Linked DNA regions of Mus musculus: regions 2 and 3 are each linked to region 1. Evidence: chromatin contacts called from public Hi-C and HiChIP or PLAC-seq data. All regions are on one chromosome and are shown on one strand. Each heading gives the region's core, a stretch centred on a gene start, on an enhancer-like site or on the middle of the called end of the contact. The rest is flanking DNA. Distances are from core to core; before and after follow the strand shown.

Region 1 (4,075 bases), core at 1,554-4,053:
CTCTGTTACACCCTGATCAGAGTGTGGCAGATCGGTGACTGCACAAGTGGACGTTGGGATTCTATAAGACCCTTCTTCACACAGAACACTGCCCCAAGCTCTTCAGGGCGAGGGTGCAAAAGGTTGGGTCTGCTCTGTGGGCACTATTTTCCCTTCCTGAATTCTCTCTTTCCTCTTTTTTTTTTTTTTTTTGAGACAATAGCTCTTGTGACCCAGGCTAGTTTTGAATTTACTATGTGACTGAGGTCAGCCTTGAACATGCATGCATGTGTGTGTGTGTGTGTGTGTGTGTCTGTGTGTGTGTGTATCACTCCTCACTGTTGTCTTTTTTTCTTTTATTTTCTTTTTGAGACACAGTTTCTCTGTATAGACCTGGTTGTCCTGGAACTAGATTTATAGACCACACTGGCCTCAAACTCAGAGATCCTCCTGCCTCTGCCTCTTGAGTGCTGGGATTAAAGGTGATGGACACCACGCATGACTTCCACTGTATTTTTTGAGTCATGGTTTCCCACCAAACCAGGAGCTCTCTGCCTGGCCTGGCTGACTGAGCAGTGAGCCTAGGGGTCTCCTGTCTCCTAACCCCAGCACTGGGGTCACAGGTCATACGAACACTCTGGATTTAGTTCTAATTCCAAAGTTTTTACTTTCTTTCTTTCTTTCTTTTTTTCTTTATATACATGTGTCTGGGTTCTCTCTCTCTCTCTCTCTCTCTCTCTCTCTCTCTCTCTCTCTCTCTCTCCCTCCCTCCCTCCCTCCCTCCCTCCCTGAACATTTGTGCATGCAGTGCCCATGGAGGCCAGAAGAGGGTACCAGATTACCTAAACTGGAGTTATAGACAGTTGTGAGCCACCACGTGGGTGCTAGGAACCGAATCTGGTTCCCCTAGAGGAGTGGCAAGAGATGTTAAATGTGGGACCGTCTCTCGGCCCCTGATTCTAATGTTTAAAACTGCATTTAAGTTTATGTATTTGCGTGTGCACATGTAGGGGCCGGGGGACAACTTTGAGAAGCTTGTTTTCTTCTTCCACTGTGTGAGTCCCAGGATCAAACCCTGGTAGCCAAGCTTGGCAGCAAGCGCCTTCGCCCTCTGAGCCACCTCACTGGCCCAGGCCTAGCTCTTTCTGTGAGTGCTAAGTATCTGAGTGCAGGTCCTCATGTATGTGTGCAGTCATTTCCGTAATGGCCTTAAAGCTCTGTTTCTGCCTCCTTAGCCTCCCCACTGCTGGGGCCACACCTGCAGCACAGCAGGTTAACACTCTACCAACTGAGCCCCATCCTCAGCCTCTTTTCTTCCCTTGACTCACAGTCTCATTTCTGGAGTCCAGGCTGGCCTGTAACTCAGCCTCCTGGGAACTGGGACTATAGGCGTATAGTCACACGCCTGGTCATAGCATAGATTCTGAATGTTGACTAAAGGCCCGGATGTTCAAAGCTTGTGGTGCTAACGGGAGGCAGGACCTCCCGCTACCGTGGTCACTGGAGGTGAGCCTTAGAGAGGCACGTTGAACCCTGTCTCTTCTTTACAATGCATGACTCACCATAGACCCCAAAGTAGTAGGGTTGGCTGGCTGGGCTGGAACCTTCAGCATTGTCTTCCTGAATAAAGCCTTTCTGTTTAAGGCTGTCTGTATGAGGTATCCTGACACATCAATGGACCTAACACTCCTCTCACTCCTGCCTGCTGCTCTTAGGAGATACCTTTGTTCACCTGATACGCCTGCAGCTGGTCCCAGAATCCCTGCCAGGGGCCTGAGACACCTCCCAAGGGTCTTTGTTTACCGGGAGGAACAGGAGAAGAGGTGGCTTTTGCCAGGCCCCACCTACTAGCCAAGGGTCTTTTTGGATTGTTTGGGTCTGAGATGGTCTAATTAAGTAGCCTGGATTAGTTGTGAACTCACGGTGCTGCGCCTGCCTCTGCCTCCCAAATGCCACCATGCCTGGCTCGTTTCATTTTGTGCAAGGTCACTTGCTGGTCGTGCTTAGGACTGGGACCTGCAGCAGAGGGTGCACTGGCACTGCCTGTGTTCCAGAACTCTACTGGGTACTGCCCATCCCTTCCTTCATGCAAAGCTTCGAAATAACCCTTCAAGTCAGGCACTGTGCCCCTCTATAACAGGCGGGAGAACTGTGGTTGATGGGGTTAAAGATAGTGGTGAGGACGGCTTTCCTGATCTGGCTGCGCTGTGATAGCCAGGTTTCCGTTCACAGGCTAGTCTGCATTCATTTAATCCCAGGACTTAGGAGGCAGAGGCAGGTGGATCTTTGAGTTTGAGACCAGCCTGGTCTACAGAGTGAGTTCCAGGACAGCCAGGAATATATAGAGAGACTATCTCAAAAAACAAAACAAAACAAACAAAAAACAAAACAAAACAAAAAGGAGAGAAAGATAAAGACGTGACTGTCATCTAACTCAGGAGACTGGAGTACAGAGTGCTAACAGTTCAGAATGCATGTGGCTCTCTGTCTATAGGCGAAGGCTTCGAGAGAATGGCTGGGTCCTCTTTCCTCCTGGAAGAGGGGACCCCACCTCCATTATAGCTCTACACACACACACACACACACACACACACACACACACACCCCTCCCTTTATTGGGTCTGTCTATCTGGGAACCCCTGATCGGGGTGGCGGTGCGCACTCTCCTGCTGCCCACAGGCACAATCTTCCTGTCTCTAGAGCAGCTCAGCACTGATGGCGGAGGTCGGTCCTTAGACACTTGAACTCTGAGTAATCCTGGCCCTGGCACCCCACACGGCAATCAGTCTTGCCATCAGACTACAAGCTCAGCAAACACACACTATTGACTTATCCTCACGTCCTCACACGGTGGCGGAAGGCTGGAAGCACGCTGTCATCACAGCCATGAGGTGCACACAGCCTGCCTGGTTAGCCACGGTGCCACCAAAGCCTCACAGTTCTCACAGCAGGATAAGCTCTAAGAGCCCTGAGGCTGGGGAACTGGCTTCTCCTTTTTTGTTTTGTTTTTATTTTTGAGATAGGGTTTCTCTGTGTAGCCCTGGAACTTGCTCTGTAGACCAGGCTGGCCTCGAACTCAGGGAGGTATGCCTGTTTCTTGTGGGATTAAAGGCATGTGCCACCACACCCAGCTAACTGGATAGTTCCTTGACTGTTGTCCCATTTTGCCTGGACTTTGGGCTCCTCTGGGCTGGTGTTCAGCCCTGTCCACCACTGCCTGGCCCACTCTGGCATGGTGCCCAGCCCTGGACATTCACCAAGTGCTGCTGGGGAAAGAAGCACACAGAGAGAGGAGAGCCACTGGTCTACCTGGCTCCTGTGTGTGTGGGCTGCCATGGAGCGAGAGTGGACAGGGGAGGGGAGGGAGGGTTGTGAGTACCACCTCCTGAGTCAGTCCTGTGCCAGCAACGGCCCCAGGCCCTGTGCTTCCTTGTTGCTGTGTGAGACCTGCACTGCCGACCTCCTGGGGACACAAGGGTGGCAGGGAAGTTTAGTGTGGACCCACATGGAGGGGTTGGAGCCCTGCAGCCTTCCTACCGTCTCAGGGTTCCTTTGGGATCCCCAAAGGGACTCTGGGGCAAAAGCCCCAAACTCATGGGCACAGGGCAGGGGTTACTACTGAGAGCTGTGGAGGGCTCAGGTGAGGAGACTGAGACGGGGGGCCTGAGGCAGCTGTGAGGGTCCCTGTTTTGCTGTGGGTGGTCTCTGTGTCCTGATAGGATCTCACTATGTAGAACAGGCTGGCCTTGAGCTCAAGGGCTCTGTCTGCTTCTGCCTCCCAAGTGCTGGGATCAGAGAGAACGTCATCATGTCAGTTTATCCATTTCAACTTTGGGACAAAACAGAACAAGAGCTTTTAAGTTATGAAAGTCACACGTGGTTGCTGAGAAAGACGTACAGCGCAGGCTGTGTCTTATAACGGACACGCCTCACCCCTCAGGACTCTAAATCAACTCCTGTAGTCCTCTGGTTTGCACTGTCTAACATTTATTATACATACGGGTGTTGGGCTTTTTGTTCAAACAGGCTGGCCTGGAACCTGTGATTCTCCTGCTTCAGCTCCCAAGTGCTTGGATGACAGGCGTGAGCCACCATG
Region 2 (3,989 bases), core at 1,254-3,753, 280 kb after region 1:
CCACCAATTTAACAGTGCCAGTTAAACTTGTCTGAGGACATCATCTCTGGTCCCTAAGAATCTCCTACTGTGTGTAGACCTACAAACTCCAGGCCCAGAGGATGACTGCAGTCTCTAGATCTCAGAGTTCTGCACCTGGCTGTGGTGAACTATTTGTAACCCAGGGTCAGCCTCCTTGGGATGTGTATGCAAAATATATCATGTCCCAGTGGATGTAGATAAGATGCACCGGGCCCTGGAGGGATGCACGTAAGGCACACCATGTTCCTGGGCGTGCATGTGAGATGTGCCAGGTCCTGCACGGACGCATGTAAGCCACAAGAGGCAAGTTCCCTGTGGCAGGGCCTCACATGAGTGCTCACCACCGGACTTCCTTTACACCCGACCAACGACGGCAGGCCGGCCGCTGACTCTCTTCCTTAGCAATTCTGAACCCCTTCTTTTGTCTTAGAATCCTGGTCATGTGATGAACTCATGGGAACTTCCTTCCTGAGATAAGGATGCCGCCATCTATGCCCCAAACAGAATTCACTCAGGGGTCCACCCAATGGAGAGGAAGCCTCAGGAAGTCAGATCTCATTACAGTCCCACAACTTAGAACCATGATGTGTGAGTGTTTAAAAGGCGCCAACATAAACTAATCCAACCAACGGGAAACAGACGAGGAATGAGAGGCAGCCACATTGCACAGAGAGAGGCAGGAAAGAAAGCACTGTCTCTGACGACACAGTGTAGGGTGGAACCTGAGATGGCTTTTACAGCACAGATGATCAGGAAGTGGCTTCCACCTCCAGCCACACCACAGGCCAGCCTTTCCCCATCCTCAAAAGCATCCTCCCTTGGCCTGCCCACTGTACTAGTCCTCGCCTGTGGCCTTCTCCCACCACCAAGCACACTGTCAAACCTGCTCATTCACCCTTTCCTTCTCTGCTTTCTGGAGTGCGCATGTCGTGAGCGAGAGACTTGGTCTTTCTGAACGATGCTATTTTCCCTACGGCACCTACAGCAGTGCCTGAGACACAGCAGGCACTCAACAAAGCAGCCTGATGAATAACTGCACAGAGAAAAAAAATAAACACACAGAAAAGAAGAGAGACTCCTACTGTGTCTCAGATACAAATGCTTAGAAGCATACAAACCCTTTTTGCCCACAGTCTGTCAGTGCCATGACTATGAAACTCGAGCCAGGCTGTGTAAGAATGTCCTAGAAAGCGAAAGCTGGCCGTGGTGGTGCACCCCTCTAACTCTGCTGCTGCATCTGAGGCCAGTCTGTGCTGCATAGGGAAACCTTCAGGTACCCCCTCCCCCAATTCAGAGAATATGTTTCCATGACTCTCAGCTCTGGGATAAAGAGCACATTTTTATCAGCTACACATTAACTTTCACTACCTGTCATGCATCACCAAAGCTTTTTTTTTTTTCTTTTTTTTTTAAATGTTGGGGAGCTGGAGCAATGGCTCAGAGGTCAAGAACACTGACTGCACTGCTCGTTCAGAAGACCAGGAGACCTGGGTTCAATCCCCAGTTCCTAAGTGTTGGTTGACAATCTGTAACTCTAATTCAGGGGATCTGATGACCTCTTTAGGACGCCATGGGCATGAGGCATGCATTCAGTACACACATACATGCAGAAAACATCCATACACATACATCTCAAAAACCAAAATAAACCAAAACATGGTGGTGCAGATCTTTAACCCCAGGATTTGGGAGGCAGGGCAGTGGATCTTGGTGAGTTTGATGCCACCTTGGTCTATGTGTTGATTTCTAGGACAACTACATAGTGAGGTGCATGCCTTAGTGCTCATGTTTGTTCATGTAGTAGTGTCATTCTCTCTCTCTCTCCCCCCTCTCTCTCCCTCCCTCCCTCCCTCCCTCCCTCTCTCTCTCATGCATACACACGCACACACACACAGCTGGCAAATACAGCACCACAGAATCTGCCCCGTTGTGTGTGCTGTACCCACTGGGCTCACTGGCCCCTTGCTTGCTGTGAGGACAGCAGGGAAGCCGGGCTGGGGGCAGGAGGAGACGCCTGCAGCTCAAGGAAGCCCAACGGTGCGGGGTCCAGCTCTCTGCTTCCCCGGCATGCTGCCATGATAGCCCAGGAAGGCAGCAGGAGGCTGACTGGTCTGACCACAGACTGAGGAGCCAGGACTTACAAGTTGCAGGTAAATGGCAGATACTGAGAGCCCCTGGATCTGACACAAAGCCCGGAAGGCAGAGCTGCCAGGACAATGCTTCAAACCTAAAACCAATGGAAACTCAGAGGGTAAGGCTTCTACTCCAGTGTGAGCCAGGAAGCAACTTAAATAGACATTCCAAGCTCCGAGCTGTCCCCAGAGGTGGGAGAGCCACATTCTTGTTTAGAGTGGGAGTGCCCAGGATCAAGCACGCCAGTGTACATACCAAGGGACAATGCACACTGCAGATCGTGGCAAGCTGAGGGTTCCGGGTAAAGGGCAGACCTCCTTGTCTGCACCCACCTCTAGGTGGCGAGGGAAGCCAATGCCTCTGTGGAGCTGCACCAATCACCTCTCTTCTTGATGACGTCATGCTGGCTCTAAGGAGCAGTGCGGGGAAGGGGAAGCTCAGGGCTTGGCCTGACAGGGTGCTCTGCCTGCCGCCTCTTCCCCTCTCAGGAAGGGGCTCAGCCGAGGGTCCCTCAGCCACCATTTGAGACTGAGAGCACGGCACTCTCCACGTGGACATTGCTGAGCAAGTGTGGAGCTGAGCACGCATACAGAGCACATCACTGCTTTCCACCATCTCCCACTTCTTTAATATTTATGAAAGCTGATTACAAAACACAAATTTATCACTTAAGCCTTCAGCCAAGTGTTTCCTGGCTTGCGTGTTTTTGCTAAGTAGACAGGCAGCCTTCTGTGGTTTTCTCTTCCATAATCTCCAATCCCATTCAAAAGTAGGCACGTGGGGGAACTAGCTGACCTCACAGACTTCTGTACCTCGAACCACAACCTGACCAGGCAGTTATTTTTGTTCTTACAGTCAGCCTCCACATCTGAGTTTCAAGCAATTGTGAAACACAGTGAAAAGTTAGGGAAAGCAAACACACCACCAAGCACCCGGGAAGCAAGCAGGCGGATCTGAGTTTGAGGCCAGCCTGGTCTACAGAGTCAATTCCAGGACAGCCAAGGCTACACAGTGAGAGCCTGTGTTGAAAAACAGGAAAATAAACTAACAAAACAGCTGACACCCATGGTCTACATGTACCGCCTGTTCTCACTGTCTACACCACAGAGTCAAATGGCTTCATTAGGCACCTAGTACTCCAGAGACACCGTGAAGCATGCAGGAGTGCCTGAAGAGGTTGTCAGCGGCTCCACCATCTTGTGCAAGAGGCTTTAGTATCCTTGGGTCTTGCTTGGCATGGGAGGCTTGGTTTACAGACACTGTGGTGTACAAAGCATTTAGTTCTGGCATCCATCGCTTTTGCTGCTGCATGCATGACTGTGTGCAGGAGACAGGCTGGGGGCTATCTAAGGAGACTGAGGTATGGAGCCCATCACTGAAACTGCTGCTTTGGCAGGACAGAGCCCTGGAGCCTTTCCTGTGGCTGGAGGTGGGAAAAGCTTTTCTGCTCCCCACCCCTACCCCAGCACACAGAACACCCAAGTATTGCCAGCAAAGGGGAGTTTGCTAGAACATCTTCTCTGCTCCAGCACAAAGCATCACATTTGCTTAGGGGTGACACAAATGAGGTCCCTGCTTGAGGAAGATCTCACACTTGACTGAAGAAGACTCGATAATGACACTAATCCTGGGTACAGTGGCGATGTCACAGCCTGGGGCAAGAGGACTATTATGAGTTCAAGGCCAGCATGGGCTACCAAATGACACACACAAAATGAGCCAGCATTTACTTATGCAAACAGTGAATTTTAGGCTTCTCAGTGGAAGGTAGGCTGCAGGGTCAACTCACAATTGGGAACCCATGCTGGAGGATAAATGAGGGCTGGAACCTGGGC
Region 3 (3,675 bases), core at 404-2,903, 410 kb before region 1:
ATGTTTGGGGATGTAAAGAAGTTCAGAGATACCAAAAAAAAAAAAAAAAAAAAAAAAAAAAAAAAAAAAACAGATCACAATTTTTAAAACTCTCATGTGTATTGCATGTAAGTCTGTGTGGGGTGTTGGATCCCCTGGGACTACAATTAGAGACAGTTGTGAGCTGCCATGTGGGTCCTGGGAATTGAACCCAGATCCTCTGGAAGAACAGCCAGTGTTCTTAACCAGGCAACTATTTTTCCAACATCTCAGATAACACTGTTACTTTTTAAACCTTTTGCCTGGTATCAGTATCATTTAACATTGAGTCGCTCATTTCAAAAGAGATCACCCAACCATAGGGCACTCAGAACACGACATAAGGAATCAGAAACCTAAGCAAGCCAGACTGCAGCATCACACAAGGGCAGAACTGGGGAGACAGTTCAGTCAGAAAAGTGCTCCAGCAGCAAGTATGAAGGCTGAGTTTGATCCCAGTATCAACATAAACCAAACAACATCAGCAACAAAAAACAGGTAGGAGACGATGTGCCTGGAAACAGGAAGATTCCTGAGGACCTCTGGCCAGCTAGTCTAAGCAATCCATGCACTCCAGATCCAGTGAGAGATACTATCAAAAAATAAAGTAGAAAGTGATAGTCGACAATAACTGAAGTTAACCTCTGGTCTTTGCATATATGCAAACACACATGCAAGAACATTTACACACACACACACACACACACATACACACACACACAATCAGGTAATCACAACTATGTCAACACAAGATGTCAACATCAGAATTGCACAATGATTACTAGGGAGTTGGATTTTTCTTTCTTTTTTTACAGATGAGAAAGAACTAAAGTCTTCACTGGCAACTGGTAGATTAAACGATGTATTTCTAAACCTAGGTTCAAGGAAGTTAGAGCTAGCAAAAGCCCTAAGTGAAGTTTAAGGGGGAAGGGTAAAGAGGAGTCACCTACTGAAGATACTAAGAATAAAAAAATTATTTCTGGGAATTAAATTAGATCTGCTACAGGAATGCAGTAATACAAGATGAACTCAGTACTCGCACAAGCCAGACACCCCAAGCTGCGTGTTACAGGAAAGAGCAAAGGCCTGATTATGAGCATGACAATGGTCCAAGTGGATCCGAGCAAAGGGCTCAAGATCAAGACCAATTACTCTCACACCCCATTTAACTAAAACAGCCTCCCAGAGCCTTCACACATCAAAAGAGGTTTTGTTTTGTTTTCTGACCTCTTGTGGGCACACGCTGATGTCATCCTTTCCAGATCTGAATCACCAGATGGAAATGGTTCTCTGACACAGATTTCCAATACATACCCTGGCATCAAGCTGCCCTAGATTTGACAAGCTACTAGAATGTCACTTGAAAGGGGAAGGGCTGTCTTTAGAAATATAAAGGTAGTTTTGAGATGATGACACTGAACAATATGAAAGAAAGAAAAGCTACAAAGACTTCCAAAGCAACCTAGGTCTCTTCCTGCTTTTGTGTGTGCATGTGTGTAGGTCAGAGGTTGACCTTAGGTGCCTTCCACCGTGTTTTGAGAAAGGGTTTCTCACTGAATCTGGACCTCACTAACTTGGCTAGGCTAGCTGGCCAGCTAGTCCAAAGGCTCCACCCATCCTCCTGTCTCTGCACCCCAGCACTGAGCTCACACATGTGCTGTGTCCGGCTTTCACATGCTGTCTAGATCCAAGTCACGGCCCCATGCTTTCACGGCAAGCACTATGGCACCTCCCCAGGTCCCTTGCTTTCTTTGGACTTTATAAACAACGCTTAACACTACCAATACTAAGCTAAAGAACTTATGACAACAAAGGAGCAACTGCTGCTGTTTTAGGTAAGCTGTGGCCTGCAAGCTTGGGGACACAACCAGTATACACCTGCAGTAGGGCACACACACAGCTTCCTTCACGTCACAAGCACAGTGGCAACCCCACTAAGATCTACAAGGAGGAGGTTTTGAGGGAAACAAGGAAATCTGTAATCACATTGTTCAGTGTGACAGGAGCAAACATGTTCAGGGTCTACAGTTAGTCAGACAACAGGTCTAGACAGAATAAACATTTGTTCTATTACCTTTCTGTTATGTTGCCATGGGAACCTGTTTTCAGGAACTTACTTTCTGCAACCAGATGATAAAGCAGTGTGTGTAGGCGGGATGTGTGTGTGTGTGTGTATGTGTGTGTGCGTGTATAGAGCGAGCGAGAGAGAGAGAGAGAGAGCGAGCGAGCGAGAGCAAGAGAGCCAGAGAGTGTGCAGCACATGAAGACAGCCAAGACAGGACAGAGCAGAGCTGTTACAAGGTATCTGTAGACAGGTATTGGTCACATCTATTCAAGTTAACATTCCTTGGAGTCTTACAGACAAAAACATCAGTGCCAAGTAACACAATGAGGGAAAGGCAGGAATGGAAAACAGACACAGAACCAAAGATTAAGATAAATGTGATTTTAAATGCTCGGATACTCTGAGGAAGATACAAGTGACTTAAAATATGAGCAAGTATTAAGAAAAAGCCTGGAAGTCAAAGATGTTAGAAAACACTCAGCCTGCCAGCAGCTCCTCTTTCTTTTTCAGCTGAACTCAGCAGCTAATCTCTTTGATCCCTTCCTTTTGGCAGCAAAACCCTTCAACAACAAACAAACAAACAAAAAAAAAAAACAAAAAAAAATTTTGAAGTAAGCATGTTATTTAGAGAGCTGAAGTGGAGTACCCTGAATTTCCGAGCTCAACAAAAATTCTGGCTCTGGCACTTTTGGACTTGTGGATGAAGAGTACAGGGCATAGGTCAAGTCCCTGCCATGATTTATCTCTCTTGTGCTTACATAAACCACAAACAGTTTAGTTAGTGCCTCGATCAGTTAAGGAACAGAAATGAAAAGCTAGGGAGCTAGACCCCAGCTCTGCTCTGTCTGCAACCCACCTTGGCTTACTTTTTCAGCACAGAAGTTGGTCTTTACAAAGGCAAATATGACCAGGTAGGATTCCTAGCAGCTGCAAACCCTCCCCCTTCTGATTGCTCCCAGATCCATTCAGCTCTAGCTGATGGTCATACAGCACAGGGTCTTCTGTTAACCCCAGCTCATCCACAGAACTAGGCTAAAACGCCAGCCTGGAGGCTGGAGTGCAGCTCACTGGATCCCATGGTTAGTGTGCACCAGCCCCCAGGGTTCCGTTACTAAAGATGCAGAAGAGAGAGAGAAGGAAAAGCAACCCACCTACTCTAGAAAGAGAGGGACTGATAATGCCTTAAATGAAGATCATGATAAACCAAAGAATCACATTAAGATGCCAGTTAATACGAAAGTGACAGCATCCAGGGAACTCCTCGACATTTGAGTCCTAAGCTTTAAGGGTTTAGCACAATTCCCAACATTGTCCACAGAAGGCAAAGCCAACACATATCATCTCTGAGGCTGAATTAAAGAGAAATCAAAAGAATACTCCTCAATATTCAAAACTGAAAAGTGGCAGAACTCAGAGGCCTGGGGTGTAGTGCTCATCATGAGTGGGAAACGGAACTCAACAAAATAAACTCTACAGCTAGCTCAGCTGAACTCTCCTCCATCCATACAAACCATTGCCGGGAGCTGGGGAAGAGATGCTTAGTGGTTATGAGCACTGGCAAGGGCTTCTGGTGGCTCACAACCTTCTGTAAC

What was found. Hi-C and Micro-C count contacts between places; a contact is called where the count stands out from the background. HiChIP or PLAC-seq counts read pairs in DNA pulled down with a chosen protein or histone mark.
Region 2: a Hi-C map of the HPC-7 cell line shows a contact between it and region 1, with 4 times the contacts expected there. The contact joins two enhancer-like sites. A contact is called at or near these places in 1 of 39 promoter capture datasets (liver) and 2 of 484 Hi-C or Micro-C datasets (the AML12 cell line and the HPC-7 cell line).
Region 3: a contact with region 1 is called in a FOXA1 HiChIP or PLAC-seq map of pancreatic cancer cells. The contact joins two enhancer-like sites. A contact is called at or near these places in 1 of 39 promoter capture datasets (hippocampal neurons), 1 of 115 datasets of contacts at active chromatin or transcription factors (pancreatic cancer cells) and 1 of 9 other capture datasets (adipose tissue).

What each region holds. Positions count from the first base shown.
Region 1 is chr17:28,289,604-28,293,678 of GRCm38.p6, reverse strand. The region is part of intron 3 of Ppard (peroxisome proliferator activator receptor delta); the gene reads right to left. Among named protein-coding and RNA genes, the nearest start is that of 1810013A23Rik, 20 kb to the right of the region's middle. Within about 2 kb of position 2,803, at least 51 of the 459 cell types and tissues checked have an H3K27ac peak or open chromatin away from gene starts, as enhancers often do. A contact at or near this core is called in the HPC-7 cell line, liver and pancreatic cancer cells, where this site is marked.
Region 2 is chr17:28,011,970-28,015,958 of GRCm38.p6, reverse strand. All of the region lies in intron 12 of Anks1 (ankyrin repeat and SAM domain containing 1), which reads right to left. Among named protein-coding and RNA genes, the nearest start is that of Gm35290, 6.7 kb to the right of the region's middle. Within about 2 kb of position 2,503, at least 181 of the 459 cell types and tissues checked have an H3K27ac peak or open chromatin away from gene starts, as enhancers often do. A contact at or near this core is called in the HPC-7 cell line and liver, where this site is marked.
Region 3 is chr17:28,695,974-28,699,648 of GRCm38.p6, reverse strand. All of the region lies in intron 1 of Mapk14 (mitogen-activated protein kinase 14), which reads right to left. Among named protein-coding and RNA genes, the nearest start is that of Mapk14, 6.5 kb to the right of the region's middle. Within about 2 kb of position 1,653, at least 185 of the 459 cell types and tissues checked have an H3K27ac peak or open chromatin away from gene starts, as enhancers often do. A contact at or near this core is called in pancreatic cancer cells, where this site is marked.